Regions from separate parts of the Mus musculus genome. Here region 2 is linked to region 1. Evidence: chromatin contacts called from public Hi-C data. All regions are on one chromosome and are shown on one strand. Each heading gives the region's core, a stretch centred on a gene start, on an enhancer-like site or on the middle of the called end of the contact. The rest is flanking DNA. Distances are from core to core; before and after follow the strand shown.

Region 1 (4,600 bases), core at 846-3,345:
TCCATCCTTCCTTCCCCTCTTTCATTCAGATGTCAACAAAACAAACAGCTGTAATTCAATCTTTAAAAACTAACAAACAGGAACAACAAAAGATTTTTTTGGCCATTATGAAGTGGTACTCATGTAAGAGGGTGGTTAATCTGTTATGCTGCGCCCGAGCATAGACAAAGAGGAAGACCCTGCCATCCTCAGGTAGAGCTAACTGCGCTGAGTGTGAAGACCCTGCTTTCAGTTTCCACACCAACTCTCACACCCGATCTTGTATCAGGGAGGTTAATGTTAGCGGCTCCAGAGAACACCCACAGCACATCTCCCTGTCTACTGTGCTGAATGGGGCACTGTGCGTCAAGTCTAATGTTGCCTCACACTTCAGGGATTCCCGTTGGATGGTCTGAGGTGTGCAATCTTTTTGAAACCCTGTAGAAAATGTGCTGATCTACTTCTTGCTTGCATTAGCCTCAGTGACTACCTTTCACGCAGCCGCAAGATTCTCCTTCAGCTCAGGTCCAGCCATGTCCTTTGCATGGCTCTCCTTCCCTCAGGTCAAAGGTCACTTTTCTTAAAGCTGCTGTTACCTTGTCTCCCCGAGTCTCGGGAACGTTACCCATGGGCAGGCAGGCTGTATAACGAGATTCAGATTGAAACAGGAAGGCCAAAAGAGGCATCCTGGGTGTCCTGGGTCCTTAACTGTTGGTCTTTGCCATGTCTTAGATTGTCTAAGAAGTTGAGAGAGGCACCTGGGGGCTTCTCTGCGCCCCCTCTGGCACCTCTGCATGGTAGATGATCAAGACAGTACTAGCCCCTTGCATTCTCAGGGACTCTTGGTTTAGTTGATTTTCCTCAGCCAACGATCCACTCAGTGTCTAGCTGGTTGTCAAAGGCCCTGATACTGTTTCCATGGAGCCCAGTGTGTAGCTATGGTGCCTTCTCCCTGGTATTTCTCTGGATCTTCATCTCCACCAAAGGTCATCGGAACTCCCCTGCAGTAAAGTCAGCCTAACCCTGCATTCACAGAGGAGACTGAGAGTGTGTGTGTGTGTGTGTGAGTGTGTATGTGTGTGTGTGTATGTGGTGTGTGTGTGTGAGTGTGTGTATGTGTGTGTGTGTGTGAGTGTGTGTGTGTATGTGTGTGTGTGTGTATGTATGTGGTGTGTGTGTGGTGTGTGTGTGTGTGTATGTGTGTGTGAGTGTGTGTGTGTATGTGTGAGTGTGTGTATGTGTGAGTGTGTGTGTGTGTGTGTGTGTATGTGTGTGACCCCAGCATACTGGAACACAATGTGGTAATAAATTCAGTGATACAAGAGGGGCAACCCCCTGTGGTAGCACTGGTTTTATGTTTCCAGAAACATGCTGACTAGTCCAGGTGTGGGTCCCCTGGTAGCTATCTATGAATGTGGCCCAACACATGTGTATACCAACATCATGTCATACTGGCAACAGGGTGGACACGTATTCGTCACCACCGCCTTGGTTTTACGGCAATCCTCCCTTCACCCTGACTCTCATCACGATCTTTGCTAATAGACTATTCTGTCACCGTAAACTTCTGCTCAGCATCTAATTATTCCTAAATACCACTTTGCTCCTGTCATCTGATTGGCCATTTTCTGAGGAAATGGAGTTGGGTTAAGTAAACAGGATGTGGAAGTGTGGATTTGATTTCTACATCTCCAAGTGTCTTCTGGGCACGGTGTCTTGTAAGAAACAAATCTCTTATTTGCCCTGGTTAATTTGATATCACGGCACCCACAGTTAGAGTACAATCCCCATCTGTACATCACCCACAGCGATTTCAGATTGGTAAACATGTTTGTCCTGATAGTCACTGAATATTTAAAGAGACACCATTTCTCCTGGGTCCTATTTCCTGCTGCACTAGTGACTAACATAATGTTATTGTACAATGAGGACTTGAATCTGACAATTTTCTGATTTGCTAATTTCTCCCCCATCATCTGACTTTATAAAGGGACAAACAGGCATCCATTGTCATGAGGGAGCCCAGGATCTTTCAAACGCTTAAGAACTCCGGAGGAAGGTCAGAGGGCATGTGCTGGGTACACTGCATGAGTCAGCCCTCTTAGTTCCTTCTTTGAACAAGGACGGCGACGAGGGGTTCGGAAGGATAACGTATAGGACGAACGGCAAGGCTGTGGGGACATGCCAGGCACCGCTCGCCCGTCTCACCTCTTGTTCCTGTCTTCCAGCTGTAGTGTGTACACCATGTCACCAGCAGCATGTGTCTTGGAGTTACTGTCTCCCCACTTGAGCTTCAGGCTCTGAGGACCAGACGCAGCACACTCAAGCCTAGGAGGCGAAGGCGGTAATGGCCGAGTTTTTGCTTTAATGAACTGACTAAATGGTCCAACTCCAATTTCATTGATAGCCTGAATTCTGATCCTAGAGGTGGGGAAACAAAAAGAGTACATGTTTAAGAGGCTGAACTTTCTTCATTCAGAATGGACGTTTGCTACATGCCCCTAAGGCAAGGCAGGGGCAGAGCAAGCGAGCCCTGGGCAGCACAGAGAGGTGGTTATACACTCGATCTTGAACACAGAAAATCCGTGCACTAGTAAGTGTTCCTTAGGATGCCTCAGAAATGTTCCTGCTAATGTCACGTAGATACGAAACTCTTAACTGGATGCTTACTGGAAGCAGTGATGATGGATCAGCCCTGCCCCACCCCCACACTCTAGGAATTTAAAATCTAGTAGACTTAAAATGTATGTATATAACCTTACATACTATCCCTGTTTTCCTGATTCTTCCAAGTCCCAACTTGTTGATTAGCCACAGTTCTCCAAAGTCACCGAACAGCCCTCCTCTGGCTGTGCACTCCCTACCCGGCACACCTCTTTGCCCTGAGTGTTACAGAAGCTCACCCACACCCACCTGCTTCAGCGGCATCCCCCTCACCCACACCCACCTGCTTCAGGGGCGTCCCCCCTCACCCACACCCACCTGCTTCAGGGGCGTCCCCCCTCACCCACACCCACCTGCTTCAGGGGCATCCCCCCTCACCCACACCCACCTGCTTCAGGGGCGTCCCCCCTCACCCACACCCACCTGCTTCAGGGGCGTCCCCCCTCACCCACACCCACCTGCTTCAGGGGCGTCCCCCCTCACCCACACCCACCTGCTTCAGGGGCGTCCCCCCTCACCCACACCCACCTGCTTCAGGGGAGTCACCCCTCACCCACACCCACCTGCTTCAGGGGCGTCCCCCCTCACCCACACCCACCTGCTTCAGCGGCATCCCCCTCACCCACACCCACCTGCTTCAGGGGCGTCCCCCCTCACCCACACCCACCTGCTTCAGGGGCGTCCCCCCTCACCCACACCCACCTGCTACAGGGCATCCTCCCTCTAATGTTCTAAACAGAGGACTTCCCTACTTCCTCGTCTTTTCTATACCTACAAGCATCGACTAAAATTCCACTTTATTAACGGGGTTCTCAAGTCAACCTCATGTCTTCACGAGGCTTCACCCAGGTTAAGTCCACTTAGGTCTGTGACTTCCAGTGTCCTCATGATTCCTTACAGAGCCTACAGTGGGGTCCTCTCTCTAGATTCCTTGCTAGATCACAGGAGTCTGAACTCACAACCACTGCACGACTGAAATGCATAATGTTAAGAGCTCAGAAACTTTCAATAATTAAACATGATTTGAATTCACAACATAGTTTTTAAAAAAAAAACAAAAGATTACAATGAATAATATAGTCCAAGGAAAACTAGATCCTTTTTATATATTTCCATGATTTAGTTAGTTTTATGTAATTCTCTCCTATAGTTTTTATTGTTTATACTTAAAAAGGAGGTACAACGTAAACAATACTAAAATATAACACATGAGTCAAATTCTCCAAACTTTATCATTCCAGTGGCTGAACTAAGTTCAGAAGTCAGTCCCCGTGTGCAAAGTGCTGCAGAGAAAGGCCAGCTCCAGGGTGTGCATGGCTCTGAATGAGGTGGGAAAGCTCTTTTCTCTGCTAGCTCATTCTCTAGGCCCTACCTTGTTTATAGTCTACAGAAGAAAAAAGCAGATGATCATATCAGTTGATAAAGTATCGATAACACAACCCAAGCTCCATTTCCAATCAAAATGCTCTGCAGACATGGAGGGAGTCTCTTTGATATGATAAGTACCTAACAAAAAGTCCACCGCTACCATGACATCAGTGGGAGAGGACATACTTTCCCTTTAAGACCCGGAGCAGGATCAGCAAGGCCAGACTAGCGCAAGGATGCCTGGCGTTCTCAGCCTCCTGTCTAGCAGCATTTGTTAGGTATACCTATGGTGCTGGGAACAAAAGGTATAGAGAGCTAGGGAAAACAAAAAGGAATCCACAAGATGCTGATGAAATTATTATAGAGAACCTACAGAGACAGACAGACAGACAGAGAGAAAGAAGGGAGGGCTCACAGTAAAGTGTCAGTTCTCCCAGGATTCACCTATAGACACAATATACTAAAATCAGTCCCCACACTCAGATGCTGAAGCGGGAAGATGGAACATTCAAGGCCAGCCTGGGCTACAGTGCTTACAATTCTTGTCTCCAAGATTAAATAAACACATAAAAGAATAAAGTAAAAAGTC
Region 2 (4,700 bases), core at 155-2,654, 420 kb after region 1:
CTCCCAAGTGCTGGGATAAAAGGCGTGTGCCACCACGCCCAGCATAGCAGGTCTTTAGTATAACTTAGAGCTCTTAGTGAATTGCCATCTTACCAATCAATATTACAAATTATGCATAGTTTTCTACTGTATTCGTGTATTGTTTCACATGGTATTGGGAGAGAATCCAAAACTGTCTATCTTTGTGCCCTGTGCAGCCAAATGACTGTAAGGAGAACCAATGGGTTAAAAAACAAAACAAAACAAAAAACACCATAGCAATTGAAAGTGAAAAGAGCCTCAGGAGATAAATGAGCCCAGGTCCTTTATTCCTATGAGGAAACTGAGTCACAGTGCATACTTTGCTCTTGGACCTCATGATGTTGCACTTTGGCTGCCCACATGGATAAAAGGAAACAGAGCTTAATGGCTCTCTTCCAAACAGCCATGTTCCAGAACACACCTGCTGGGTCCCCGCCTAAGCTTAGTGAGCACACAGTTATTCATACCGAGGATGACACCATCCATCTATCTTAGAAGCCAGTGTGTGCCCCACAGGTTCTCAGAGGTTGCTGACAAGTGTCCCCCGATTTCACCCACCTCAGTGTGTCTTTGCTCCTTGACCTTTAAGGCTCCTGGTGCCAGAGTGTCTGCAGACAGAGGATCAAAGACCCTCGGAGAAGTAAGCCATGCTTAAACAAGAGGAAGACAGTCACTGGGTGAGTTATTAGGAAAAGCCAGCTAGATACCCCAGAGCCCTTCCTCATCTGGAAAATGCCTGAACTATATCCCAAGAATAAACTTCAAGCCTCAAGACCTAAACACAGGATGAGTCAGAAGCAGAGCTAACATTAAAAGCTCATAACTCTTCCTGCTGCTCCAGACACTCACGCTATCTGCCCTTCAAAAGGTTTGATGTGCCTGACACAGAGGACACAATCAATATCTTTGAATTGGAGGAAAGAATGAGGTTTGTAATGAAAGATAGAAATGGGAGATAAAGGAGGATATAAAGAAAAAAGAGTTGGATACACAAGTTGTAGAACTAAATCTCAATCCTGTTTCAGCTTCCTGGCAGGCATGGCAGCAAGAGTGACACACTGGACGTCATAGTTCTCATGTTGTAAGAGAACCCAGTCTCTTGAAGCTCTATGTTTTTTTCTTTATATTTCTCTCTGGGAGAATTGAGTCTGGTGGGAAATCTTGAATACCGAAGCATCTTTATATTTTGAGGCCATCTGTGGCTTATTCTTCAGTTCACTGTCAAAGTGCTTTTTGTAACCATGATGCTCCTCCCGAGTGCTGGCTGGGTAGTTTACTTAAAGAGGATAAATCCATTTTGGTTCTCATTCTCTGTCTGCGTGCAACTGCCCTTTCTTTACAATCCCTAGCCAGGCCCCACTGTTCAGGCTCAGCCTCAGAGCATTCCTGGAATACTTCTTGAGCCTTCTCTGGTTACCCAGCCCCTTCCCTCCCTAGTCTTACAGAGCTAGTCGCTAGGATATTTCTGCAATCCACTACACTCGGCAGGGCATATAACCCTCGTCCACGTTATCTCAGGCACCTCCTAAGAGTCCCTTGACAAATAAAGTAACTTGAGTCAAATAAAACCTTTGTTGATTGATTGCCCTGAGCAAGGTGCTCTGAGCCCTGAGCTTGCTGTGCCACTCTCGCCAGAGCTCCCTCCTGTCCAGGCTGCTGGCTGCAAAAACCAAAACAAAACCAAAACCAAAACCACCACCACCACCAACAACAACACCAGCATTCTTTTCTATCTGTGGCCAAGTTCCATATTTTTCTTCTTCTTGTTCCCTAGGTCTGTGATAGCATCCACTTCTCTGTCTGAAGTCATAATTCCATTGAGCTTATCTTTTTCATGAAATTTGCCAAGCAAAGCATTCGAGGGCTTAACGTTTTACACTAGCACATGTATTTTAAGTTCCAGGATTCTGGACATGACAGCTAATCTTGGCTCCTTTGTTTCATGTGTGGGAAAACAGAAACTCCCCAAAGGCAAAGGGGTTGGTTTTCAGTCCGTTTATTGGTGTGTAACTTGTTCAAACTTCTTTATCGGTTATCTTCTGGATCATTTGTGTTTTGTGGGCTGGAGATCTTTTTTAAAAAATTATTTATTTGTGTGTGTGTACACAAGCGTGCACATGCCACAGCATGCACGCAGTTCAGAGGATAAGACATGTTTTCCAGGGATGGTGTTCGCAAGCGTAATGGGAAAAGGCCTTACCTACTGAGCCTCCTGCTGGCCCCTGAGCTGGGAGATTTGCTTTTCCAAGTCATCATGCCATATTAAGAACATACAGTCTGGTACCCTGTGCATTCTTTATCAATAATAATTTATGAGATAATTGAAATCAGTTATCATCATTACCTTATACTCTCCTCCAGTATGAAAGGAATTAATTACTTAATAAACCAGGGTTGCTTTTTTAAAAAATGCTAGCCACTTGGGCATTTTAAGGCAGAGTTGTTAATAGGTAAGCCGCTTTTCATTATTCAACATCGGTCTTATTAGAACAGAACCATCTCAAATACCTTTCCTCACCTGCCTAGTCCCACAATGCTTTTCACCTGCCAAGTCCCACAATGCTTTTCACCTGCCAAGTCCCACAATGCGTTTCACCTGCTAAGTACCACAATGCTTTTCACCTGCCAAGTCCCACAATGCATTTCACCTGCCAAGTCCCACAATGCTTTTTCACTGCTTTAACACTGTGAGCTTTAGAAGTTTGAAGGAATTGATACTATAACTGTAGAAGACACCGTAAAGATCTACCTGTGAGGGAGAATCCTCTCTTCATGGGATGCCAAAGGAGCAATGGGAGTCTTGTTTATAAGAAGGTTTATAGAAGAGAAAATCGGGGGAGGGGGATTGTTTGAGCTTCTACAAACTGGAGATGGGTGGAGTGTTCAGAACAAAGCAGGGGTCATCCTGGAAAAATACTGGCAGCTTTGATCTTTCTCCTTGTCTAGAGCAAGGGGAAAGGGTAGTCTTCAATGAGTCTGCTCTGTGTACTTTAGTTAAACAACACTTTCAACATGTGTGAACAAGCATGAGGGGTTATTCAGATGGCAAAAAATACAAGCCTTGAATTTTGTGATTTTTACACCCATGTAAAAATAAATTCCCTTTCCCTATCGAGTTAACTGTGGACATCATAACTACTTAAGGGGAGTGACCAGAGACTATAAGGATGACAACTTGGCAGGAAAAAAACAACCTCAGTAATATGGGCATTTTATGTAAAGTTCTGTCTCTGTAGGGTTTTTTAGTGCTTCCTGGCCTTATAACAACTAGAGCTTTTAATACATCTTGGGGATAGTGACTCATTTAAAGAAGACACTTCCCCTCTCCAGGAGAATAGGGGAGAGGTTGAGGGAGAAGACGAGGGTTTTGAGCCATCCAGAGGATAGGTATCCATGACTTTCCCAGAGAGCATATCTGTCTTTGCGTGGTTCCCACGAGTAATTGTGGAATAACTCCCTGGAACCCAGATTAGAGGGGCCACCTGGTACCGCTCAATTGTTGGACAGTTGGTCTGGCATGATTGGGACAGTCCTTGTAGTGTGTCATCCATCAAGGCGGCTAGGAAATGACATTATAAAAGGGATTTATTGTCAACTGGTTTTTTGAAATATATATTAAAGTGTCAAGGAGCTGCGATACTCAGTCTTAGCTGTAGTCAGTGTTTGGTGGCTTCTGCTAACTCCCAGGAGGACCTGCGTGAGGAGAACAAAGAAAATCGACAAAAGCTCTAACTGAGACTGTCCTTCATAGCCACCGTGCAGTCCCTACTGGGGCATGACAAGTAACAGGCACTCGGTTACAGAAAGCAGCCGCCCAGCCAGTGAGCAGAGGTATAGAACGCAGAAGCTAGTTCTCCAAACCTTGGTACCAGCCAGAGGTAGGGCCCTGTGGTGCAGCCTCTTGATGTGTTGGCCAGAGCCCTTAAAGCCTTGCCTTGGTTCAGGGCTGAACCAATTGGCTGGAATCCAGGTCAGGCTATGCCACTGGGGAGGCTGGGAGCGGCACTGCACTTGGCACGTTGTCCAAGATCACTGGGCTAGGCTGCAGCCTAGCTCGCTCAGGGTTCCTGTTCAGGCCTGTGAGCCTTCTCTGGCCTGTGCTGGTGCCTTAAGGACATCTTTTTGTCAATGCTGCAAGAGGATCTCTATGTTTTGGGGGTGGTCACTCAGGAGGCTCATTTTCCCAAGTTTCATAACCAGGCAGATTTTTCACATTTAAATTTCTGGGTCTACCCCACAAGGAGAATATCTACAAACTCACAGAGCTTCTTAGGAAAGTGTTATCATCTACTCCAACCTGTGTCCTAGGACAAGGCCTTTATAGCTGCTCCCGCTGCTTTGAAACAGTCTTTCTAAGAAGGAAGAGGAGGAGTGGGGGGAGGAGGAGGAGGGGAGCTAAAGAAACTCACAGGAAAGTTCTATGTCTCTCGAGGACCACACAAGTTCGTAGCTGACTCCCCACACCTTCTAGTGCTTATGTGAGTGTATGGGTGCTGGGGAGAGTAGACCCTTCCACGGAGATGCCAGCAAGTTGTACAGAGACTGGTAGAGTTCTGTTTCTTTGGTCTGCTATTACCCTCTCTGCCCAGGTGAATAGGCCTTTCTGTGCATGTCTCCAGAAAAGTCAGGACAGCAGAGTCATAAGACATTTGTTTCAGTCAGAAAAGGGCAGATGTAGC

The links. A called contact is a pair of places that touch in the nucleus more often than the background predicts.
Region 2: a Hi-C map of bone marrow-derived macrophages shows a contact between it and region 1, with 17 read pairs. The contact joins two enhancer-like sites. A contact is called at or near these places in 1 of 39 promoter capture datasets (liver), 1 of 15 datasets of contacts at CTCF or cohesin (the NIH/3T3 cell line), 1 of 484 Hi-C or Micro-C datasets (bone marrow-derived macrophages) and 1 of 9 other capture datasets (embryonic stem cells).

The regions. Positions count from the first base shown.
Region 1 is chr3:27,437,771-27,442,370 of GRCm38.p6, forward strand. It overlaps Fndc3b (fibronectin type III domain containing 3B), which reads right to left. Exons shown (of 26, transcript NM_173182.3): 23 at 2,188-2,400. Among named protein-coding and RNA genes, the nearest start is that of Gm32738, 42 kb to the right of the region's middle. Within about 2 kb of position 2,096, at least 10 of the 459 cell types and tissues checked have an H3K27ac peak or open chromatin away from gene starts, as enhancers often do. A contact at or near this core is called in bone marrow-derived macrophages, where this site is marked.
Region 2 is chr3:27,857,812-27,862,511 of GRCm38.p6, forward strand. No RefSeq gene overlaps it. Among named protein-coding and RNA genes, the nearest start is that of Gm26040, 8.0 kb to the right of the region's middle. Within about 2 kb of position 1,405, at least 118 of the 459 cell types and tissues checked have an H3K27ac peak or open chromatin away from gene starts, as enhancers often do. A contact at or near this core is called in bone marrow-derived macrophages, where this site is marked.